Linked DNA regions of Mus musculus: all the other regions are linked to region 2. Evidence: chromatin contacts called from public HiChIP or PLAC-seq data. All regions are on one chromosome and are shown on one strand. The core of a region is the stretch at or near the end of the contact, and the rest is flanking DNA. Distances in the headings are between cores, read along the strand shown. Region 1 has its middle 46 kb from the start of Zfp365. Region 2 overlaps Arid5b (AT rich interactive domain 5B (MRF1-like)). Region 3 has its middle 55 kb from the start of Gm51769.

Region 1 (4,772 bases), core at 243-2,742, 380 kb before region 2:
CACTCCGAATTGCCAACTGTCTTAGTCAGGGTTTCTATTCCTGCACAAAACAGCATGACCAAGAGGCAAGCTGGGAAGGAAAGGGTTTATTCAGCTTACACTTTCACATCACCAAAGGAAGTCAGGACAGGAACTCAGACAGGACAGGAACTCGGAGGCAGGAGCTGATGCAGAGACCATGGAGGGATGTTACTTACTGGCTTGCTTCCCCTGGCTTGCTCAGCTTGCTTTCTTATAGAACCCAAAACTACAAGCCCAGGGATGGACCACCCACCATGGACCCTCCCACCCTTGATCACTTATTGAGAAAATGCCTTAGAACTGGATCTCATGGAGGCATTTCCTCAAGGGAGGCTCCTTTCTCTGTGATAACTCTAGCTTGTGTCAAGTTGACACAAAACTAGCCAGTACACCAACCATCTCTCTAGAACAGCTCCATCTGTTTTCCATCTTACAGAGAGAGAGAGAGAGAGAGAGAGAGAGAGAGAGAGAGAGAGAGAGAGAGAGAGAGAGAGAGAGAGAGGTCTATATTGAATACATAGAGCAAGGGGACTGGAAACTCCCTACTCAGTATTTCCAAGGAAGGTCTAGGCTGACTGTTCTCAACACCCCCTCTTTCTGAAGTATCCAGATTTCCACCCTCAGTGTATTTGAGGCTCACACTGAATTTTGAGTTTTAAAAAGGAAGCCTTGCTGGCAACATCTTGGGACACTCCTTGGTCCTCTGTTGGGGCTCCTGCAACTCACTTTGGCTCCCTGTCAGAACCACCCCCATCAGTTCTGGATGGGGAAAGAAGCTAGGCGAGATGCTCAGAGCAAATTCTTCACAGCAGCGACTGAAAGGCGTTACTCAAGTGCTGTCCTTCCTGAAGGCCATCTCTGTGCCAGAGCACTGTGGAGTTTCTCCTAAGAAGGACATCAGAGTTAGTGTGTGTATACTAAAGGCTTGATACTTTTTTCCTGAATTTTTATTAGGTATTTACTTCATTTACATTTCAAATGCTATCCCCAAAGTCCCCTACACCCACCCCCTGTTCCCCTACCCGCCCACTCCCAATTCTTGGCCTTGGTGTTTCCCCTGTACTGGGGCATATAAAGTTTGCAAGACCAAGGGGCCTCTCTTCCCAGTGATGGCCGACTAGGCCATCTTGTGCAACAAATGCAGCTAGAGACACGAGCTCTGGGGGTACTGGTTAGTTCATATTGTTGTTCCACCTATAGGGTTGCAGACCCCTTTAGCTCCTTGGGTAGTTTCTCTAGCTCCTCCATTAGGGGCCTGTGTTTCATCCAATAGCTGACTGTGAGCATCCACTTCTGTGTTTGCCAGGCACTGGCATAGCCTCATATGCAACAGCTATATCAGAGTCCTTTCAGCAAAATCTTGCTGGTGTATGCAATGGTGTCTGCTTTTGGTGGCTGATTATGGGATGGACCCCTGGGTGGGGCAGTCTTGAAGTCGATGAGACAGAACTATCCGGCCAGCCCCAGTTGTTAGGCAACTGACCCGAGAGCAGGTGAATCAGCCACTGTGATGGCCAAGTCAGTGAGTCACCCGCTGTCTGAAGGAATTCAACTTCCGAACCCAACTTCTGGGGCTTCCAAAAACCCCTTAGTCATTCTAATCACTCGCAAGCTCTGATGGAGTTATCTTGGACCCTTCTCTTTACCCCTTGGGTATTTGGAGGTTTGTGTGTGTTTTTATTTACTTTGATGTCATCGATGTTGACTTTGATTAAAGCTAGGTCTTCTGTAGCCCAGGCTAGCCTCAAACTCACTTTGTAAGCAAGAATGACCTTCAGTTTCTGATACGCCGCCCCACCTCTACCTCCCAAGGATTACAGTATGTGCCACCACACCATGTTTGTGTGGGACTGGAACCCAGGGACTTTGTGCATGGTAGAGAAGCATTCTATCAATGAAACCACCGACACAGTTCAACCTGTTTTATTCCTCTTTGGAGACGAACTTAGATCAAGCGTCTCCACAGAGCGGCTCATACTCCAGCGAAGTGTACTTCCTTTTGGCTTGATTCCCCTGCTAATCTGGGCCTTCAGAGGAGAAGCAGAGTGTGGAGAGGTTTTTCTGGATCACAGCCTTAGACTCGCTAAGCCTCGTAATGACTGGCGACCGAGTGCCAAATCTGGGCTTACTGTGAGAGTGCTTAAAGTCAATCTTAGGCTTTAACATGGGATGTGGTAGCGCTAGAGAGATGGCTCAGTGGTTGCGAGCATTTTCTGCTCTTCCAGAGGACCGAAATTTGGTTCCTACCTCTCTTGGGCAGTTCACAACTGTGTACAACTCCAGTTCCAGGTGATCTGACACCCTCTTCTGGCCTCTGCATAAACATTCACACACATATACAAAAATAGAAATAAAAAAGTAAATTTTTAAGGGGCTGTAGACACAGTTCGGTGGCTGAGGGGGTTACACTACTCCTCCAGAGGACCCTAGTTCAATTCATAGCACCCACATTTGGCTGTTCACAATCACCTGTAAGCTGGAGAAAGTCTGATACCCTCTTCTGACTTCCTAGGGTACTTCACACATATGGTACACAAACACTTGGGCACACACAGAGGATAAATGTCTAAGTAAATAATTAAAAAAATATTTTCAATATTCTGGAGACGGATGCTTTTTCCTATCATTTGAAGCAAGATTGCTTCCAATGAATCCTTTTGATCATATTAACTGATGTATTTGGGAGCCATCCTGACCCTTAACTGTCTCTGAATTGGCTCTTTCAAACTTTCCCACCTTTTCTCAGCAGACTAGCACTGGCCTCTCTCTTATGTTGGACATTCACAGTCTTGCAACACTGGATCAAATCGATGGAAAATATAGGCACAGTAATTACAGAGGTCCTGTAAGTCCCATTTAATGTTTTAAAATCCCTCCAGTGACCATTGATTAGTCCCATTTTTATATTCCAAAGTTTGTCCAGATTTGCTTTGTTCTCATCAATGAAAGATCATGGCGCTACACACATCATGTGTGTGTGTGTGTGTGTGTGAGCTTATGTATGTATAGGTGCTCAAGTGTAAAGGCCAAAGGTCAATTTGAAGTGTCAGTCCTCAGATATCATCCACCTTGGGTTTGTTGTTTGAGACAGGGAGTCTCATTGCCTGGATCTAACTGATGCAGTGATGCAGCTAGGCTTCTGGGCCAGAAGAGTGTCCAAGGCTAGACCAGTGAGTCAAGGGATGGTCCTATCTCCATCTCCCCAGTACTCGCCACCATGCTCAGCTTTTAAAGTGGGTTCTGGGGATTGAACTTGGGCCTTCCTGCTTGTGTGCAGCAGACATTGCACCAACTGAGTCCTCTGCAAGCCCACATATACGTGTTAACCTAGAAGTTTGTCCTAAAACACACTAGACCACCTGTGTGATTTGCACACAGCATAGATTTCCTATGATCTACACAGGCTACGTTAACTGCTACCATTGAAAAAAATAATGTGTAAATTTTAAAAATAACGTGTAAGTAGCAGGTATAAAGACATATAACAGATCATATGTTATATACCATGTAAGAGGTGTAAAGATGTGGATTACATCACTGTTTTTAAAAAGCAAAAAGATCTCTACTCGCTAATATAGAAAGATATTGAGGAAATATTGTAAAGAGAAATAAGAATTGTGTGTGTGTATGAGACTCCATGTGAGTTTGAAGTGGTTATATATATATATATATATATATATATATATATATATATATATATATATATATATATGTTTATATATCCTTGTTTGGGTAAAGAAGATCCTGGAAGGATACCCAAGAGAAGTTTTGTTTTCATAATTAATGTTATTGCTTGCTAATAATTTCACAAACAATTGGAAAGAGAGGAAAAGTCAATGTGTTTGTCTAAGTCTAGAGCTGTTGGCCAAAATCAATAGCTCTGACCTATTTGTAATAAAGTAGCCGGTCTCCAGGCAGAACTATTGCAGTGGAGACCAGGAAATGTGATAGAGACAGAAGGTGAGGCCCATGACTTTTTACCAACTGTTCTGGTTTTTTTCCCTTTGGCCAAACACATTATGAGCTGTTTAAAAGGGAAACGCTATAATTATATCCCAAACGGCAAATAAAACTGGCAGCAAAAAGACATGATTAGATTCTTAGTCCCTATTACCACTTCTGTCAAAACAGGCGTGGCAGCCACTCAGTCGACTCATTTGGGAGCACACCTAAGGCCACACCTCGATTGTCATACTACGTCTTGTTTGTCAGATGTCTTGTGCCTGGTCTTGAAATAGAAAGAAAAATAGTCATTGTGATTCACTCAGCAAGTTCCACAGGTGAGCCCGTGTGCCCACGGACTTCCCTGGTGACTCTTACTCTTTCCTAGTTCCATACCTTGTACTATGGTGACAAATGAACAATTGTTGTAAAGAGTTGCCACTAAACTAGCATTTTATGCTTTACCTGGGGTTTTGGTTTTATGCCACATAAAGCTTATGTTTTAAAACCTGAAAAGTAACTTGGGGACATAGCTGCGTTGATAGAACTGATGATGCTTTTACTATGTGCTGAGCCCTGTGTTTGACCCCAGCACCACATAAACCAGGCTAGTGGTGCCTGCGGGCTGTCTTGTAACCCAAGAAGCAGAACCCAGAGATTCACAAGTTCAAGGTCATCCTTGGATACAGAGCAAGCTTGAGGCTACCCAGTCTGAAAAAGTAAATAGCAAATAAAATTTAAATAATGTTTTTTAAATGAGTATCATTGAAAGTTCAAATGGGAGGATTTTTTTTTAATGTTTGGGGGAA
Region 2 (4,258 bases), core at 529-3,028:
GAACACAAGACTGGGTAACGGGATCCCCTCTCTTATCTTGATCAAATATGAACTTCTCGTAAAGGCAGACAAAGTGGAAATTGTGTTTTGTCCTCTTCTCAAGAAAATACCTGAAGACTTTATAAGCTGTGGGGCACATTTAAAAAAAAATGTCATTTGCAGGAGCTGATTTCACCCACAATCAACTCTACTATTTCATCAACTTCTTGAAATAGAAGACCTCTGCTCGTCCTGCATTTATAGCTATTACATGATGATTATGAAATGTCAGAATTAAAAAAAAATCCAGGCTGGGTATTGTTTCAAAGCATATGGGGACAGCTTCTGGGATGGAGGAGGGAGCATACCAGGGAAAGCATTTAGAATGTTCTGGAAAATAATTAAGTATCATGGTATATTAGTCTCCACATGAACACAAATGGAATTTGGCAACATTTTGACCAAATAAGGCTTCCTAGAATAGACAACTTTGGAGATGAGTGTTATTCTCAAATAGATCAAATGATTATTATCATTTCAATTACCAGTTGCTTCAGATCTTTTCCGAGAAACGACATGACTAGACCTGGCTGGAGTACAGCAGCCGCCGAACAAATAGTTTATTAACCAAGAGAAAAATACAATCCTTATGATGTCATTAATGAATAAACTTGTCTTTCAAGATTATCTCTCTAGATTCGCCCTGGACTCTCCCTTCACTCACTTAGACACACATACACACACACACACACACACACACACACACACACAGAGGCAGGGGCAGGAATTCACACAGACATATAAATCAAAAACCTGGCTTGGGGTTAATTGTGAACACAGCCTTCCTTGTGTTTTACTGTGGATTTAGAGAGAGGGCATCTCTTCACCATTGTTAAAAGTGAGGAAATCTGATAAGAGCTGGAAACAGCACACAACTCTCTGAAACAAAACGACCCACGTGTATGTGAAAAATGTGTCGGGAAGCCTTCCTCTGAGCACACAATGGCATCTGTCACATGTTCATACTTATTATTCTGAGTCAGGGCTGACTAACTTTCTCATAGTGCCCGTTCTTGGGCAAGTCTCTCTGTGTCTATGAAAAGAATTCCAATAAGCTCATGCCATGATTCCATGAGCTCTCAGCAAACTGAGAATTAGTGCTGAATAAATACTGAATAAATATCCCCGATTCACTCACAGACAACGCAGAAGGATCACAAAGAAATACACGTTGTTATTTTGTTAATGGACCCTGACTTTTCAATTAACCCAGAGTTTAATCAATAGCTATGTAGGACATGTTAAGACGCTCACTAGCTCCTTTTCCTCTTCACCATTGCTTTAAACTGTTTCCGTAATTAGGATTTGATTTCTACCACTGTACAAAAAAAAAAAAAAAAAAAAAACAAAAAAACAAAAAAAACAGTTCACTGGAGCACGAATTCTCTAAGTCAGAAAAGATAATCCAGGCCAGAAGTCACAAAGCAGCCAACCCCCAAGGCCCTTCCGCATGTGATAAAGGTTGGAAAATTTACACACAACACAAAAACCTAGACTTCAATCTTTTCTTATAAAACAAAACAAGGAAGGAGATGAAAAAAAAAAAAAAAAAAAAAGGAACAAGCAAGACCAAAACCAGCAACTGAAACCACCAGAAAGCAAACAGCACATGCTTTCTTTCTTTCTTTCAAGATGTGAAATCCCCTCTAGGCTAAGAGTTTCATCCAGGTCAGGTCCCTAGCCTGCTCGGTTGGGTGCTGACACCAGCTATTTCAGTGGACTCATCTTGATTTGATCCATCTCCTTTTGTGTACCCGACGAGGGCCCCGAAGGACAGTGACACACCCTAGTGCTGAGTCACTACCAGGCTCCGATGGCAATCTAGGATTCCTATGTAGGTGACTTTGCAGCCTGGGTGCCGGGGTTCAAATCCCAGGCCTGGACTTTGTTGCTATGAAACAGGAAGCAACTTCTCTAACCTTCTTGGGCTGCAACTATTTGACAGGTATTTTCTTTAAAAGGATTATGATATCAGCTGCAGGCTACAGTCATGGCTAGGATTCACTGGGTCGGCACAAAAGGTTTATCAGAGTTAGCCATGTGCTGCCTTTATGTTTTCTAGAGTGTGATACGCTGCGATGGATTTAGATGATTCTCAGAAAAACACAGACACACACACACACACACACAATCACACACACACACATCTGCAGGAGTGTATGTACCCACCTACAATGCATGTATCATTGGAAACAAGGGGTAAGGACATAAAGAATGTCAATGAGGCTCACTTATGTATTGATTAATGGCAAAGTCAAGGGATATGTGTGCATGTATATTATGTGTGTAGGCATATTATATATGTGTACACAACAGATACAATTAAGGAAAATGTATTACATATATCACATAATTCCTGGCTTAACTATTTTGTGGTTATTTGAATGACTGGAAACAGAGTTTATTTTTTCTAGTTGTATGAAATATAGAGAGTTGCTTCTTTAAATAAATTTAATTTTTAAAAAGGATCAATTTGAACCAAGTCATGGAGCAAAACCAGAGGACATGTGGACACAGGAAAAAAAAAAAAAAAACCCAAGACAGGAAGACAGGATAGTTAGAAGACGACTAAAATACAGCTCAGTCCATTGTAGCTGAGATTCTCAAAGGACAGTCCAGGAGTCCTTGGGAACGCCTGGATCACTCCAGGGGATACACAAGGCCCAATCAAAAATCAAAATTCATGAAGTTACTATTGGATTTTTTTTCACTCATCCTCCATCAAGAGCACAGAAGGGTTTTCCTGAGCCCTCAGCTCACGGCAGGCACCGCGTTGGAGTGAGGATGGAAGCAGGTACCAGATTTCACACTACGAAGCTAGACAGTAAAGAGATTTACAGAATCTATACGACTGTGTAGCCATTCTCATTAATCTATTAGTACTTGAGAATGTATTTCATCACCTATGACTTCCATGAAAATGTTACATGTTCACAAAGTTCTTCACCAACCCTTATAGCCACCGATACTGTTATTGCCAGACAAGAAATGTTCCTTTTAAAAACACGTCAAAAGGCCCTCATATTTCTTGGTCATGACCCCTCTCCCACCAACTTCCAGCAACCACTGATCTATCATCCTGTCTTAAAGTGTCACACACACATTGAATTCTGCTACAAGACCCCCTCTGGGATGGCTCTTCTCATACAGCACAGTGCCTTGGGAGCCGGCCATGTTGCTGCCTGAAGTCACAGCTTGAATCCCCCTCCAGAGAGCAGGTGCCCACTGGATAGACAGATACAAAGTTATACTCAACCAATCTCAGTCACATGGACTTCTAGGATGTTCCAGTTTGGGTAATTATAAACAGAATGGATACAATGCTGGGGTCTTTCTGCAAACACAGGTTCTCAGGTCTCTAAATACCTGGGTGAAGGATCGCAGCAACCACCCAATTGCTTTCTGGGATAGCTCTACCAATTTGCATCCTGACAGCCTTTCCTCATTCCTGCCATGGCTAGATACTGTCACTGCTAATTAACTGTGTGCATGGTGCTTTCTCGCCTCTCGTCAGTTTCCAGTTCCATTTCACCACATGACTAGCCAATCCAAAATATTAGTTTTCAGGTGTTAGGTTTTTTTAAAATTATTGTTAAATATTTAAATCTTACAGTCTTAAAATTTGGTTGAGCCTTGAACTTTGAGTGGTTTCGCAACTTCCGGACTCAAATCTTTTGTCAGATTTGTTGATTGACAATATACCCTCTCAGGGCGGGAAGACTGCTCAGTAGTTACAAGGAGTGCTTGCTGGTTTTCCATAGTACTGACTTTCGTTTCCAGCACTGACATTAGACACCTCACCAACACCTAGAGGTCTGGCTCTGAGCAACCTCATTGCTCTCCAGGCCTCTGGGGGTACCTGGTCACACATGTGCTAGCATTTGTACACAGGCATTCACATGGGCACACACACAAATATAGAATAAAGCAGATCTTTGGGGAAAAAGAAATAATGTCGTCTCGCTGTAACAGACCAAGAATTTCATTTAAGAATTCGTAGATTCACGTGTTTCTCACTGGCTCACTCGCTTTTCTCTTATGGGTTGTGAGTTGCTTTATTTTATTTTATTTTTGCCTCTGAATGTTTTGCCTAATCTCGGGTCTCAAAAAAAAAAAAAATCAGTGTCCTTGTCCAAACATTTTATCCTTTTTACATTCAGTAAAGAATTAACTTAATTCCGTATTAGGTGATGAGATTCCACACGACAATCACTGTCTT
Region 3 (4,573 bases), core at 1,612-4,111, 400 kb before region 2:
AGGAATCATAATGCAAATATTGGTGCTTTCCAATGGCCTTAGGTGACCCCTGTGAAAGGTTCATTAGACATCCCCTAGGGAGTTGCAACCCACTAGGCTGAGAACCACTGAGCCAGACTCACCTACAAGCCCTCTGCACATATCTGTAAGGGACTAACTGAGGTGAGACCCAGGCTAAATGTGGGCAGCACCACTGGATGGGCTGGGCTCCTAAACAGAGTAAAAACAAACATCTGAGCTTGGTTCCACCTTTCTTTTCTCCCTGAGTCCTGACTAGAAGTGTGGTGTGACCGGTCACCTCCCACTCTTGCTACCAAGCTCTTCCTCCCTTTAACTCACTTCTTTCAAGTGTTTTGTCAACAGTGGTGTCAAAGTTATCTAAGATGCTATCCAAGTCTTTACCCTTGGCATCAAAGAGGAGTCTACCTCCTTCTCTACCATCTCTGTCTCCAACAAGTCTTACAACACTGCCTATCATTGCCCAAATGTCCAGAGCTCCCATAGCTGGACCTCTGTCCCACATCCAGCTGCACAGAGCAGCAGTCAGGTGTTTTTATCCTTCACTTGTTCTCAATTGCATGATCCTGGTGCAGGTGGCACCCCTTCCTGTGCATAGCCCAGATACTGATTCCCAAATAATGCACAATGAGTAGTTGTTACAGAAGAGTGGACTTGGAGACAATACATTTTTAATAATTTTTACTAAAAAGGGTATTAACTGTCCTGGACATCTAACCCAGGCCCTTATGCAGGACAGGCAATCACCCTACCCACTGAGCTATGCCCCTAGCCTTAAAAAGAATCTTTAAAAGTATATTGTTATGCCATACAGACTCCATTAAAAACATTACACTTATTCCATGAGTGTGTCTGTGTGCACATTGAGGTTCAGAAGAAAACTTTCAGGATCTGGTTGTCTTTCCACTATATGGAACCCAGGGATTGAACTTCAGTCATCAGGCTTGGCTGCAAGCTCCCTCGGCCACAGAACCACCTTACCAGTCAAGTTTCCATTTAATGAGTAGTGGAGACATCCCTTTTGCTGGCTACTTCCCTAATGACAGACAATATTCATTAAGTACCTAACATGTTCTTCACAAAGCAGGTGTGATAGCCCATCATGATCTCCTTGAAGAACTGGAAACTTATGACTTTACCAATGTCCCATGAATAGAAAGTGACCCCGTGGAGCTGTGATCCCAAGAAAATAGGGTTTAGAATTCCTCCTGCTTTCAACCACAGTCTCTACAGCATGGACAATATCACTTCAATAAAGCATCAGGACACAGTGATGCTGACGCAATAAACACGTAAATTATTTTGATGTTTTCAGTGCTCTTGACATCAAAATAAGTACCTTTACATATGTCCCGATCCATTCCTCAGGGAGCGTTTTCTAGAGACAAACATATTTTTTGAAAGGGTAAGATGCAAGCACTACAGTTTTAGATATGCAACATCCAGTTATTCTAACAAACAGGCCAAGTAACTCCATATTGCATTTTCTCTCTTACTCTCATCAAGATTTTCATAGCTTAAAAAAAAAATCTATTAAGCTGGTGAGATGTTTCAACAGGCAAAGCTGCCTCTCACACAACCTGGATTCTGTCTCTGGAGCCCACATGGTGAGAGGAGAGAATCACCCCTTCAAATTGTCCTCTGACATCGACACATTTACCCCACCCTATACTCAAATAAATAAATAAGTCTTAAAAATTAAAGACTGCAATGTTGTTATCTGAGGGCAATTAATTCCCTTTGAAGTATCAGAGCTCATTCCCAACCTCCAGTAGTTTCCCTGATCCCTGGTCCAGAGCTGGATCTTTCACAGGGTCCCAATCAAACCTGCCCGTAGCCTATGCTTTAAAGGATCTCTGAAAGAATACTGTTTCCTCCTTCTATCCTGTGCTTTCTTTTTTAATATATATATACACATATGTGTATAGGTATATATGTATATATGTCTATGTACATATATATGTACATGTGTATATATGTCTGTGAATATATGTCTACATATAGGTATATGTATATATGTATGTGTAAATATACACATGATTAAATAGGTATATATAGGTATATGTGTGTATGCATGTATATATGTAATGTGTATATGTGTATATGTATGTATGTGTGTATACATGTAATATGTATATATGTATATGTGTATATGTATATATATGTATTTGTATATAGGTATGTGTATATATGTATATATGAATGCGTGTATATGTATATGTATACATATGTATATGTATATACATAATAACCTATATTATGTATAAATTCTTTGAGAATCTTAAATATATTTGCAATGTATTTTTATCATATGCATGCACCCTACTCTTCCCTCTATCGAACCCATTCTTCACCCTTCTACCTCTTCCCAACTTCATATCTTCCTTTCTTCTCTCTTTGTCTTCATATCTTCCTTTCTTCTCTCTTTGTCTGGATCTATGCTCTTCCTATATCACTGAATCTTTCTTAAACAGCTTTCAGGGAGCTGACTCAGTAACACAGACACACTCTTCCTGGCACACAAGGAGTATCTGGGCTAACCCCTGAGATAAACAGCGAACTGAGTTTCCGCTTTGGCAAAGCAGAAGCAACAATGGCTTTCTCCTGGCTGCTTGAGAGCACATAGTGGGGCTCCTATAAACAAACCTCGGGGCTAAGTGCCAGTACTACTTTGATTGTTCAGTATCTATCCTTAATCCAGAGTGAAGAAAGAAAGTGACTCATTCTGTCACCTACGACAGGACAGTCCTTCATTGTGGAACGTGGGCTGTTGGGAACGGCTTGAGTCCAGTTCTGAGAGGCTGAACTCCTCAGCTGGGTGCAGTGAGTTGTCTGTGCCAGTCTCCCCGGGCACAAGAGAAGTCCTTCGGGAGACAATGGTGGCCATTGTGGAGCTGGGGTGTGGTGAGAAGGGGAATGTGGGTAACGCCCACTGAATCTTTGCCAAAGACCTGCATGGCAAGCAAGGGCAGTTTTTCCTGGGATTCTTTTCTGATTAAGAAGTGGGAACGAAGCTAAAAGACTTGTTCCTCCCCAGGCAAGGAAGCCTCAAAGCTCTCCAGACAGGTGGCCAAGCCTCAGCGGGTTGTGGCGCATGGATGATGGGGCCTCTGCCCTCGTTTCCACTTTATTTTTTAACTGCTGTCGACCCTAGCCCTGGTCCTCCGCTGAACAAGTCCACCCATGAAGGAGTGAGCCAAGCTTCACCTCTCTGCCAAGCCATGAGGGGCTTTGAGGCCAAATTAAACAAGCTAATAATGAGTAGCTCAAATTGGGCAACTCATGCAAAGAGACAAGAACGGGCGGAGGCTGGAGGAGCAAAACAATGGCTTAAAGGGGTGACAAGAGTCAGACTCAGTGGCCTGATACCAGAGGAAAGGGAACCAGGTTAGGAAAGGTGGGAAAAGAGGTAACACAGTGCCTCACGTATTTGGGGTACTCATTGTTTACCCTGCCTCAGTCTGTTTGTAGCCAGTCTTTTCTGGGTACCCTTTGAACCACAGCTCAACTGGGTCAAGGGTGGAAGAAGCCTCTAAGTTGGTGATTCTCAACCTGTGGGTCGAGACCCCCAGGGCACATACTAAATATCTTGTATATCCAAAATTTACGTTATGACTCATAACAGTAGCAAAAATTACAGTTATAAAGTAGCAATTGAAATAATTTAAGTTGGGGGTGTCACTATAACATGAAGAAATGTATTAAAAGGGTGCAGCACTAGGAAGGTTGAGAACCTCTGCTCTAAGTGTATGGGCTGGGTCATGTGATGCTGTCCCCAGCTGGGAGATGCCAGGAAATCTGCATAGTGCATTATAGCCTTCAACCTTCTCTAGTGAATGGTTTGTTTCAGAAAAGATCCATGTGACACATGCAGTAAAATAAACTCTATGTCAGGGAACTGTGCATTTCCTTAGAAAGAAAAAAAATTCATTTATTTATTTCATTTCCCAAGAACAGTATCCAAGAACCTTTAACTTAGTCAGAAATTGTGACTAAGATCCATTTTTCCGTATCCTTCCCAGATCCATTTTTCCGTATTTTCTCTCATATGTGTGATGTTGCCTGTCATTAGGGTTCTCTGTGCTCATTTAGTTGGGCAACTTTGTTTCCGAGTTCATTTTCTTTCCTTCTGGCGGCTTCATTTAGAGTTGCAAAAGTCAGCAGAAAAATGGCAGTTCATAGCACAGCCCTCTAATCCAAGGTCAGTGCTACCCCACGAAGTTACCTGGCTCTGTATAAAATTAAAATGAAGGACCTTACAGTCAACAATTGTTAAGGATGCCCTAGAGCAGGAGGGAGTTAGGGAGCTATCAGAACATAGAGGCCTGCCTCATAACACAGGTTACAGGCCTATGCAACCAGCCTTGCTTCCCCAGACTTGATGAGCGGCTTGTGAATGCTATACTCACCAATCCATGTTTTCTCATCTTTAAATGGTGGACTATAATAGTACCTGTCTCACAGCACTGTATCAGGCTAACCAAAGTGGCAGCCTGCTTAGCATTGTGAATCTCAGGTCAGCCTGAGCTGTGTAGTGAGACCTAGTCTCAGGAGC

The links. HiChIP or PLAC-seq counts read pairs in DNA pulled down with a chosen protein or histone mark.
Region 1: a contact with region 2 is called in an HNF4G HiChIP or PLAC-seq map of pancreatic cancer cells. The contact joins two enhancer-like sites. A contact is called at or near these places in 2 of 115 datasets of contacts at active chromatin or transcription factors (microglia and pancreatic cancer cells).
Region 3: an HNF4G HiChIP or PLAC-seq map of pancreatic cancer cells shows a contact between it and region 2. The contact joins two enhancer-like sites. A contact is called at or near these places in 2 of 115 datasets of contacts at active chromatin or transcription factors (microglia and pancreatic cancer cells).

The regions. Positions count from the first base shown.
Region 1 is chr10:67,864,534-67,869,305 of GRCm38.p6, forward strand. No RefSeq gene overlaps it. Among named protein-coding and RNA genes, the nearest start is that of Zfp365, 46 kb to the right of the region's middle. Within about 2 kb of position 1,493, at least 26 of the 459 cell types and tissues checked have an H3K27ac peak or open chromatin away from gene starts, as enhancers often do. A contact at or near this core is called in pancreatic cancer cells, where this site is marked.
Region 2 is chr10:68,247,888-68,252,145 of GRCm38.p6, forward strand. The region is part of intron 2 of Arid5b (AT rich interactive domain 5B (MRF1-like)); the gene reads right to left. Among named protein-coding and RNA genes, the nearest start is that of Arid5b, 29 kb to the right of the region's middle. Within about 2 kb of position 1,779, at least 207 of the 459 cell types and tissues checked have an H3K27ac peak or open chromatin away from gene starts, as enhancers often do. A contact at or near this core is called in pancreatic cancer cells, where this site is marked.
Region 3 is chr10:67,843,315-67,847,887 of GRCm38.p6, forward strand. No RefSeq gene overlaps it. Among named protein-coding and RNA genes, the nearest start is that of Gm51769, 55 kb to the left of the region's middle. Within about 2 kb of position 2,862, at least 64 of the 459 cell types and tissues checked have an H3K27ac peak or open chromatin away from gene starts, as enhancers often do. A contact at or near this core is called in pancreatic cancer cells, where this site is marked.